Linked DNA regions of Macaca mulatta: region 2 is linked to region 1. A link is a contact called in public Hi-C data. All regions are on one chromosome and are shown on one strand. Each heading gives the region's core, a stretch centred on a gene start, on an enhancer-like site or on the middle of the called end of the contact. The rest is flanking DNA. Distances are from core to core; before and after follow the strand shown.

Region 1 (5,458 bases), core at 1,259-3,758:
AGGATTAAATAAAACCCATCCAATGAGAATTTATGGTTAGTAGGGCAAACCATACAATTTGAGATAGTAATTTGAGCAAGATTTCAAAAAAATCAGGGCCGGGCCTGGTGGCTCACATCTGTAATCCCAGCACTTTGGGAGACCTAGGTGGGCGGATCACCTGAGTTCAGGAGTTCAAGACCAGCCTGGCCAACATGGCGAAACCCTGTCTCTACTAAAAAATACAAAAATTAGCTGGGCGTGGTGGCGGGTGCCTGTAATCCCAGCTACTCTGGAGGCGGAGGCAAGAGAATCGCTTGAATCCGGGAGGCAGAGGTTGCAGTGAGCTGGGATCGCACCACTGCACTCCAGCCTGGGTGACAGAGCAAGACTCTGTCTCTAAAAAAAAAAACAGTGTCAGCCTGGCATGTGGAGAACGACCCACAGGAACGAGGGTGTGCATTGGGACATCAGTGATGAGGCTGTTGTGGGAATAGGGTAGTGTGGTTTGGGAAGGGTAGAGCTGGCTAGCCCTTATGACCACCTGAGTTGTGGTTCTGAGAAGCATGGAGGCATCCAGAGCTCAGGATGATGCCAAGTCTGCAGCCTGGGGGATCAGGTGGATGGCAAACTTATTGTGAAAAGGGAGGACCTCACCTTCTGACTCTTCTCCACAGTGCCAGCATGGGTCATTGCTGACTAGGCCTTGCCATCCTGCCCCTAATGGCTATGGTTCCTAACACATGCAGGGCCTGTGGGGGTGAAGCACCAGGGAACCCCTCTTGAGGACAGGGCTACGCTTCCAGGGGCCCATGACATGGGACCCTGGATGCTGCTGGGCTGGCAAGACATTTAGACTGTGGCCAGAGTCCAAGGTGGCCCAGCACCTGTTGATCTTTCCCTTCCTCCACTTAACCTTTGACTGGACTCCTGCCTGTCCCTAGGCCTGCAGAAGAGTCTCTATGGTCTCCCACGCTGGGATTTCACCAGATGGGTCTTCACCGATCTTCTGTCGGGTGAAGGTGGGGGAGGAAGGGGCTTTGGGAATCCTGAGCCAGGGCCTTAGGGGGAGATGGCTGGACCTTAAGAGAGGATGGGGCTGGGCACAGTGGCACACACCTGTAATCTCAGCACTTTGGGAGGGTGAAGCAGGTGGATTACTTAAGGCCAAGAGTTCAAGACTGGCCTGGGCAACATAGTGAGACCCCCAACTCTACAAAAAATAAAAAAACTAGCTGAGTGGGGGTGTACACTGTAGTCTCAGCTACTCAGGAGGCTGAGATGGGAAGGATCGCTTGAGCCTGAGAAGTCAAGGATGCAATGAGCCATGATTGCGCCACTGTACTTCAGCTTGGGTGACAGACAGACCCTGTCTCAAAATAAAATAAAATAAAATAAAGAATGAAAAAAGAAAGAGGGAGGGTAGTGGTAGCCCAGTCACCAACATGTTTCATTATAAGAACTCGAGAAGGGCAGGGCAAGATCGTGGCTTCATAGCCAGGTCAGCTGCTTACCAAGAAGAAGGAAGGAAGTGGCAGGACAAATTTATTGGGACCAGATGGGATGACCAGGGCACAGCTGCCCCTTCGAAGGGGTGTGTGTGTGGAGGATCAAGACCTCTATTTCCCAAATACTCTCGTCTCTCTATCCCACAGTGACCTATGGTGCCGGCTGTCAGGTCTTTGTCCACTCTGTTTGCCCCTGCTTCCTGGCGCAGGGAGTCTGTGTCCTCTCCGGTTCCCCAGGTTTGCGTGAGTGGAGAGGGATCACGAGCTCCCGATGCCTCTCCTGCTCTACAGGCGAACTTGCAGATGGCCCATGGCGCAGGATCGAGGCTGAAGCCCACTCCCAACCCCGCGCCCGAACTACCCGGACTAGCGGGGTGACGCTGCACTCTGCGCCTCTAAAACGAACAGATTAACCCCACTCTTGGGAACTGAACATGCTGACCTGGCCTCTCCCGGTTCCCTCCGCATCTGTAACCCCGGGGCAGAGTTACGGGGGCTGACTGGCCGAACCCAGGTGCCCTCGGGGCAGGGTGTGTTAAGAATTGGTGTGCGGGTTGCACAAAGGTCCTGGTCAGCTCCTGGTCACCTGAGGCCCAAGAACTGTCAGGCACTCACTTCCCCTCTTCTTGCTTTAACCGGGGTCGCTCAGCAGCAGCGAGCGCTGCACCCCTTATCCTCTCTCTGTCTTGTCCGTTCCAGATCCTCCAGGTCAGGGCGTCGCCAGGTGAGGGCTGCGCAGCGCGGATTTCGGGTACTCAGGGCTGGGCGGGGTACACAGCAGCGGCGAGGTGGGTCCCCGGGTGGGCGACTGAGAGCCCGGAGCCAGGCGGTAAGTACCTCGATCTATCGATGCGCTCGGCGCGCAGCGTGGTCCCGGGAGCAGGGGGTTGGGCAAGCGCAGGGCGGTGAGCCCTGACTGGGAGGGACGTATATGGCGGCGAGTCCCTATTGGCAGGCCGTTTGCGGGAGGAGGGCTCTGATTGGCCGGGAGGATGCGGGGCATGCGGGCGGCGGGGTTAAGTGCGTCGCCACCGCCCCCGCCTAGGCGACAGCCCAGAGAGCTGAACCTGCAGCCTGGACCTGCAGCGACCGTCGTACACCATGGGCCTCCACCTCCGCCCCTGCCGTGTGGGGCTGCTCCCGGATGGCCTCCTGTTCCTCTTGCTGCTGCTAATGCTGCTCGCAGACCCAGCGCTCCCGGCCGGACGTCACCCCCCAGTGGTGCTGGGTGAGGCATGGGTCTCGTGGTGGGTCAGTCGGTCGGGCGGGACGGGCCGCGGGCGGGGCTACCTTCCCGGTCTGCATCTGTTCCAGTCACGAAATGGGGGAGCGTATTGGTGTCTGTCTTGTCACTTAGGTGATCTAGATCTGCCGGCCCACCTCCCGCCATGCTGGACCGGGTGTGGTCAGCACCCCACCTCCTGCCCTGGTAGAAAATGGGGGTGAGTGGGTGAGTTACCATCTGGTTATTCATAGTTCCACTTGTCTGCATCATTCCCAAGCCTTGCCTCCCCTTACCCCATTTTTTAGCTGGAAAGACAGGTGCTTCAGCCCCACTCCTGAGGGATGGTGGGGGTGTGTAGAGTGGCTCCTGAGTTGACCTCTGCATCGACTTGGGCCTGGCTAGGAGGCTGTCACCCTCGACCCTTCCAATGCCACATATACCAGAAGTCATTACTGAAGGGAACCTCCTTAGGGAAAGGATTGCTCTCCTAGCTGGCCACCAACTCCCACAACTTATCAGATGTGTGGCATTTTCTGAGGGAAAAGGCCTAAGGGAAACTGAAGACGCTGAAGTCGGAGGAAAGGGTTGGGGCAATGGCCATGAACCTGTGTCAGGCAACATGCTTGTATTCTTACCCTGCCACACATGCTTGGACTAGACTATGTCGAGGCTGAGTGACCTCCCCTGCCCACGCCGCTCCTTGATCACAACCCTGGCAATTCTACAGCGGCCACAGTATTTCCTTGTGGGGATGGGCAGGGATGAGACCTCTGTCTAGGGGTCTTGGGTGCCTCATTCAGGCTGTCACTCCCATCCACAGCTGGCGTGTCCGTGGCCAGCCAGGATTCCTGAAAGCAGAGGCATCCGAGGCATGAGTTACAAGTGGAGTCTAGTGCAGCGTGATCTCCGTGCTCTTTCTGCTGAGAGTACTTTAAATGGGTACAATGCAAATCACAGAAGGGTAGAGTTGGCAGGCAGGGTGGTGCCAGGCAGGCCCCACCAGGAGTTCCCAGCCAGGAAATGCTCCAGGGGGATTCTAGGCCCAGGTTCACCATGGGATTTGGGCAGACTTGGCCCTGCCTCCCCAAAGCTTGCAGGATAGCAATAACAATGATCCCCAGAGAGGAAGCTTGTGTGGGGCAGGCACAGAGAATCCACCAACCCAGCAGATGGGTGGGTGTCAAGTAAGGCTTCCTGGAGTATATAGCTGGAGCTAAGGCCAGGAGAGAGTACTGGGCAGGGGGAGAGAGGTGAGCATCTCAGGCTGCCTGGGATCGAGTCAGGGGAGCAGTGGACTGCACAGGCCTTGTGACTGTTTGGGTCATCTGGACTTTATCTTGAGGGCCTCAGGGAGTCTTGGGTGGGCCTGCAGATTTCTGAGTCTGAGGGGCATGGCATTGGGAAACACGTGGTCTGTGGCTGGCACACAGCCATTTTGCCTGGATTAATGCTAACCACACTCACCAATTCAGTCAGTCTGTTTATTCTAGGTCACAGCAGAAGAGCCTCAGACCCCACCCAGAATCACAGAGAAGCAGGAGTCCTAACCTGCCCAGCTTCTCAGGGAGGGAGGCTGCTGGCCTTAGCCCTGGGAGACATCGTGGTGGGCAGTTGGACAAGCAGCTCCTGGGCACAGAGCAGGGATCTGACCTTGACTGTCAGAGGACCAGAATCCTCTAGGGGTGGGTCCTGAAATGGTGGTGGAGGAAAGAGAGGCCGGAGAGATGTGATACAGAAGACCCTGGGCAAGGGGAAGGAAATGGCAAGGCCATTTCCACCTCTTGCAGCCTCAGTCTCCTCATCTGTTAAGTGGAATAGTAAGGCTGTCCCCTCCCAGTGTTACTTGAGGTAAAAGGCATGCAGATGGCTCTTGTCCTAGTTCCAGGCACAGAGGGGCTCAGGAAGTGGCCACTGCTATTTTTAGAGGCCACACAGCCTGACCAGGGCAAGGAGCATCTGAGCAAAGCAGATCTGGTGACTTCCTCTTTTAGCCATTTCCCGTTTGGTAGAGACAGTGACCAGGGTCTTCGCCCTGCCCTGCCCAGTCCACAGGCATGTCATCCAGAGGCTATCGTGATGGGGACTCCCCACCTCTGCACCCATACCATGAGGGGAGGTGAAGGCAGGTGCCACCCCTGCCTCTCATGGCACCCTGAAGACACTGGGATGGTGCCCAGGGAGGGCGTGCCCTATGCAGGGCTGGATTTACAGTCAGTGCCCAGTGAATGTCCAGGAGAGCCCAGTGCTGGTTTTCACTAGATGATTGTGGACCCTAAACGGGGATGTGTTTGGGAAGTGGTGAGAGCATGGCATGTGGGGGCAGGTGAGGCCTGAAAGGTCACTGGGAGTAACGAAACTGTGAAGGGCTTTGAAGCAGTGGGGAGGGATTTGGGTGTCACCAGGGCCCCAGAGTTCTGAGTAGACTGAACGGGCTGGCTGGGATGGAGAGAAGTCACGCGAGGGCCTGGACTGTGGTGATAATGGTGCTGGTTCAGGATGGCTGTTTCCAACATGGGCTCCCAGCCATGCCAGGGCCCTCCAGATGATCTGTTCTCTGGCACCTTACTGGACTCTGGCCTTTAGTAAGGCCTGGGCCCTTGGTAGGCTGGCGGGTGCCAGTGTAAGCTTCTCTCAGCTATGTTTCTGTTCATTTCCCTCCCACAAGCCTATCCTGGATACTTTGGTTGAATTTTAGCCAAGTGGCCAAGAGCTCTGTTCTGTTTCCTTCTTCCTCTCTCACGGTGAA
Region 2 (5,753 bases), core at 148-2,647, 72 kb after region 1:
AATAGAATTCTTCTGGAAGTGAGTGCAAATGAATTTAGCAAATGTAATATAAAGAAAAGCACTGGATTAAATGTTAGAAGACTTGCATTCTAGACCTCAATCTACCTCAAACTGGGTATGCTACCCAGAACTATTCCTTTAAGCTCTCTTTGATCAATTTTCCTACCTGCTCTCTCTCTGCTTTGCTCCAGTGACCCCATCTCAGTCAGGCTGAAAGGACTTGTAAAGACATTTCCTTACAAGTACCTAGAGTGTCTAGCAGGCACTCCTCCCCTCAAATTCCTTACTGGTCTCCTCTAGCTCACCCGGCTCCAGGCACCTTGCAAGGAGCAGGGAAACTCGGCTTCAGAGCCTCTTTACTTTCAGGTTCTCTGCCTAGAAGTCCTCTCCATATGTGGAATGCCCTGCCATTCACCTTCTGCAAGTCTTCACTCAAATGTCATTTTCTCAGTGACACTCTCACTGAAGTGGCACAACTCTTTCTGCTTTGTCTCCCTGCCTCCTTACATCCCTTATCATCATCTGACACTGAATTGACTTGTTTACTGTTTCTGTTTACCTGCATGTTAGGTTCACACTGCTGTATCCACAGAATCTAAAAAAAATACCTGGCATTTAGTAGGCACGTAGTAAACACATGTTGGATGAATAACCAAAACTGTAAAATGAGGCCGTCACGCCGGATGGATCATGCATCCCCTTAAGATGAAACTGTGCTGCTACTGGGCCCAGTCTTCTGGCATTACCGTCCTGAGAAGCCCAGCACCACCTTCCGAGGCGTACTCACTTTGCAGGAGCCTGCAGCGGCGGCTTCAGGTTCTCCCTCCTCGTGGACAAGGTCTAACAACTGAAAGCCCGAGTCCCCGGCGGCTTCTGGGTTCCCCGGCGTGTACTCGGACTCCTGGCCGCTCGAGGTGGTCCCCAAGGATCGGCGGCTGGAAACCACCCGGTAGCGGCCCTCCTGCCGGATCTCCCGAGCCGAGGCGCGGAGATTGCAGCGGACACGCTGCTGGCTGTCCCGTGACGGGCGCAGAACTGCCCGCAGGAGAGGCTGGACTGGTTCCTCCTAGGGGGCAACAGGGGAGGGAGGCCAGCGTAAGCAGGAGTTCGCGAGCGGGTCAGGGATCGGGTTTCCTAACGGCTGCACCCTAAGATGCCCTCCACATCACTGCACCACGCCCAATACCTGGGAGCACACAGTGGCCACCAAGTGGAAGACATTATTCTCCGCTGCTCTCTCCAAACTCGCCGACGTCTTCTGTGCCGCCGACTCGACCTCGTCGCTCCGGAGGCGTTTACAAGCGAGCACAAGAGCCTCGGCCGGCTCCGCACTGCGCTTCCGCTTCACCCGCAGCACAGCTGTCCTGCCGGCCTCCATAGTGGCTGCCGCTGAGCATTGTGGGAACGCGCGGGGTGTGATGGGATAGCCTTCTAGTTCTGCCTTGGGACCCGCCCCCCGCCCCCCGCCCCCCGCCCCCCGCACGCTCCTCGGCGCAGATAGATCCCGCCCCGCGTGCTGGACGCGGCAAAATGGTGGTAGCAGAGGAGGCGAGCGAAGCGTTTCCCGTGGCAGGTGAGGCGCTGGGTATGCGGGGAAGGTGGGGTCGCTTTGGGGTTCGGGGTGCAGCCAGCATCATGTCCTTAGCACCAGGGCCTCGGCAGAGGAGCCTGGCGTGGGCGTACTTGGACTCCGGGGACCTTTCTAGAGTCCGCGTGGGGCAGCTCGGAGCACCCTGGCCTGCAGGAGAGCGGGGTTCCAGGCTGGCCCCGGCTCTGCAGTCCAGCCGGGTGCCTGCTGCTCGCGGGGCTGGGTCGCAGTACTGGTGCCTGGAGCCTCCCCTTAGAGACCGCAGTAGCTCCAACCATCGCATCCCTCACTGGGCCACGAGTTCTCTGATTGACCTGCTGATGTCTTCCCGGTTCACTGTGTTCTGAGTAATTGGAGAGTCATGTATTCACTACATGCCAGCCAGAGTGGTTCTGTAAAAGCGTACGTCCAGTGTAGATATGCTTCTGCTTAAAGCTCTTGAGTGGCTCCCACTGCTTTTGGAACAAGATCCAAACTTGTCGACTTTCCAAAGTCGACAAGGCCCAGCTTGATTGAGCAGAAGATGTGATAGGAGATGAGGAATGGGGGCTTCTGCAAAAGTGCTTCGGTCGCTCAGGCTTTTGGCACATTTTGCTTGTGCACCTAGTTCTTTCTACCTTAGGGCCTTTTCTTGGGAAAGTTGGGGTAAGGATTCCTGACCTGTAAAAACTCTTCCCCAACTTTTATCCTGGTTTGTCTTGTAGATCTCAAATGCTACCTTCCTCAAAGAGTCCTTCTGTAACCTTGGTTTTCTCTTTCTACAACGCTCTGTGTATTTCTTGCATTCATGTAGTCTGTAATTTGTATTACTCTCTCATTAGTCTAAGCTCTTGGAGGGCAAGGGTTTTCTCTAGCTTATGGTGGTGGCTCCAGTCCCTAATATAGTGCCTGGCACGTAGAAGGTATTCAGTCAAGTTTGATACTTTATTTTTTCGAGAGAGAGCCTCACTCTGCTGCCTAGGCTGAGTGCAGTGGTATGATCAAGGCGCACTGCAGCCTTGACCTCCTGGGCTCAGGCGATCCTCTCACCTCAGCCTCCAGAGTAGCTGGGACTACAGGCATGCGCCACTATACTCGGCTAATTTTTAATTTTAGTATATGTATATTTAATGTATACATATATATTTTCAAGACAGGGTCTCACTCTGTCACCCAGGCTGGAGTTCAGTGGCGCCATCTCGGCTCACTGCAACCTCCGCCTCCGGGGCTCAAGTGATTCTCCTACCTCAGCCTCCCGAGTAACTGGGACTACAGGCACAGGTCACCGCGCCCGGCTAATTTTTTAAAAAAATTTTTTGTAGAGAACGGGGTCTCACTATGTTGCGCAGGCTGGTCTGGAACTCCCAGATCCGATATCCTTGCGCCTCGGCCTCCCAAAGTGCTGGGATCACAGGTGTGAGCCACCACACCCTAGCAAATACATTTTGAATGAATGTTAAGGACCATCTGCTCTGCAGTTTGACGGGTAATACAATTAGGGCTTGGCATGGTGGTTTCTATTTCCTCCTTGTAAATGGCCATGCGAGTTTACAACTCTTGGAGAATGAGGAGGGGGTCAGAGAATATCTCCTCAATCTGTAGTGTAGACTTCTTCTGGGAGAGGACAAATAATAATGGATGAGGGCATTTAGCCAGAGAAGGTGTGTAGTGCCCACCAGAAGAGGTTCGTGCCTTCATAAAATTGTTAACACAAGACAAGGTTCCAGGTTGGTTGGTTTTTTTTTGAGATACAGTCTTGCTCTGTTGCCCAGGCTGGAGTGCAGTGGCGTGATCTTGGCTCACTGCAACCTCTGCCTCCCAGGTTTAAGCAATTCTCCTGCCTCAGCCTCCCAAGTAGCAGGGATTGCAGGCACCTGCCACCACGCCCACTAATTTTTTTTATTTTTAGTAGAGATAGGATTTCGCCATGCTGGCCAGACTGGTCTCAAACTCCTGACCTCAGGTGATCCACCTGCCTTGGTCTCCCAAAGTGCTGGGATTATAGGCGTGAGTCACCGCGCCTGGGCTCTTCCAGGTTTTGAAAACACTGTGGTCCTGGTGTTCGACTCAGCAACATCACAGACAGGAAAGGAATCCTATGGATTAAAGTTCTTTACTATACGTTTTTTTTTTTTTCCTCCACTTCAGATAGGTAATGTGCCAGTGTAGTAAAGGTTTGAGGGGAGGCACGTCTGACACAGGCGCATGAACATCCAGTCATCACGCTTGTGAGTTACAAAAGGATCACTCTTAACCTTTAAGTAACTTCAGAATTGATTCCACGTGGACCACAGGATTAGTATTTCAGGACTCTACCATGTGGAGCCTATTGACAATGTTTGACACCTGGTCCAGTTTTACTTCACCAAACTGATTGATTTAATGTGCGTGATTGTCCAAGCCTTTCTAATTGGATGAAATGCCTTCTCCCTCCACATACCCCACCTTCTCCTCGTGCCTCAGCTGAATCCACCTTTTAAGCCTTCCCTGAACATTCAGCTAGGTATGGCCATTTCTTTCTCTAGCATTTGTTGGACACAGTTTTCCAATGCACATTACAGATTCTGATAGTTCTAAATATTCTATCTGTAAAATAAGTATTAGTACGAGATAAAGTGGATTATAGCAATGCTGTTAAACTGCTGGTTGCAACCCATTGATGGGTCCTGACCAGCAAGTAAAAGTGCAGCTGGGTGCTGTGGTGCATGCCGGTAGACTAGCTACTTGGGAGGCTGATGTAGGAGGACCTTGAGTCCAGGAGTTCAAGGCTGTAGAGTATAATATCATGCCTGTGAATAGCCACTGCACTACAGCCTGGACAGCGGGGAGATCCCATCTCTTAAAAACAGCGGAAATGGCCGGGCGCGGTGGCTCAAGCCTGTAATCCCAGCACTTTGGGAGGCCGAGGCGGGCGGATCACAAGGTCAGGAGATCGAGACCACAGTGAAACCCCGTCTCTACTAAAAATACAAAAAATTAGCCGGGCGCGGTGGCGGGCGCCTGTAGTCCTAGCTACTCAGGAGGCTGAGGCAGGAGAATGGCGTGAACCCAGGAGGCGGAGCTTGCAGTGAGCCGAGATCGCGCCACGGCACTCCAGCCTGGGCAACAGCGTGAGACTCCGTCTCAAAAAAAAAAAAAAAAAAACAGCGGAAATGAGGCCGGGCGCGGTGGCTCAAGCCTGTAATCCCAGCACTTTGGGAGGCCGAGACGGGCGGATCATGAGGTCAGGAGATCGAGACCATCCTGGCTAACACGGTGAAACCCCGTCTCTACTAAAAATACAAGAAAATTAGCCGGGCGAGGTGGCGGGCGCCTGTAGTCCCAGCTACTCGGGAGGCTGAGGCAGGAGAATGGCGTGAACCCCGGGGAGCGGAGCTTGCACTGAGCCGCGATCGCGCCACTGCACTCCAGCCTGGGGCACAGAGCAAGACTCCGCGTCAAAAAAAAAAAAAAAAGCGGAAATGAAATAGAGCGTATCAGAGGGCCTTGTTCGTAGGAAGTCAGTATTGTTTCGTGGAACTTTTAGTTACATGCGTATATGCAGGTGTGTGTATTGAGGCTCATTGTAAAGTATATTTCTTACTGGGGTTATCAGAAAGTTTGAAGGCCATTAGACTGGGGATAGGTATGCTGGGATTTTAAAAGTAGAGTTTTACCTGGACAAATTGTCTACTTTGAACCTGACTGTCTGACTGTGTTTGTTCAGGGAAGGTTGTTTCTAATCTATTTGCTTTTTTTTTTTTTTTTTTTTTTTGAGACGGAGTCTTGCTCTGTCGCCCAGGCTGGAGTGCAGTGGCCGGATCTCAGCTCACTGCAAGCTCCGCCTCCCGGGTTTATGCCATTCTCCTGCCTCAGCCTCCCGAGTAGCTGGGACTACAGGCGCCCGCCACCTCGCCCGGCTAGTTTTTTGTATTTTTTAGTAGAGACGGGGTTTCACCGTGTTAGCCAGGATGGTCTCGATCTCCTGACCTCGTAATCCGCCTGTCTCGGCCTCCCAAAGTGCTGGGATTACAGGCTTGAGCCACTGCGCCCGGCTGCTTTTTTGTTTGTTTTGGGGACGGAGTCTTACTCTCTCGCCCAGGCTGGAGTGCGGTGGCACGGTCTCGGCTCACTGCAACCTCTGCCTCCCGGGTTCAAGCGATTCTCCTGCCTCAGCCTCCCGAGTAGCTGGGATTACAGATGTGCG

The links. A called contact is a pair of places that touch in the nucleus more often than the background predicts.
Region 2: a contact with region 1 is called in a Hi-C map of liver, with 1.8 times the contacts expected there. The contact joins the promoter of SLC7A6OS here to the promoter of PLA2G15 in region 1. A contact is called at or near these places in 3 of 14 Hi-C or Micro-C datasets (fetal cortex germinal zone, fibroblasts and liver).

Annotation. Positions count from the first base shown.
Region 1 is chr20:63,827,945-63,833,402 of T2T-MMU8v2.0, forward strand. It overlaps PLA2G15 (phospholipase A2 group XV), which reads left to right and starts at 2,509. Exons shown (of 6, transcript NM_001265818.1): 1 at 2,509-2,715. The coding sequence starts at 2,589. It overlaps LOC144337648 (a long non-coding RNA gene), which reads left to right. Exons shown (of 4, transcript XR_013411059.1): 3 at 2,187-2,316; 4 at 2,533-2,637.
Region 2 is chr20:63,901,491-63,907,243 of T2T-MMU8v2.0, forward strand. SLC7A6OS (solute carrier family 7 member 6 opposite strand) reads right to left here and starts at 1,398. Exons shown (of 5, transcript XM_015126469.3): 1 at 1,187-1,398; 2 at 788-1,066. The coding sequence starts at 1,378. PRMT7 (protein arginine methyltransferase 7) reads left to right here and starts at 1,494. Exons shown (of 20, transcript XR_013411027.1): 1 at 1,494-1,573. LOC114674524 (small nucleolar RNA U13) reads right to left here and starts at 3,812; the gene lies at 3,710-3,812.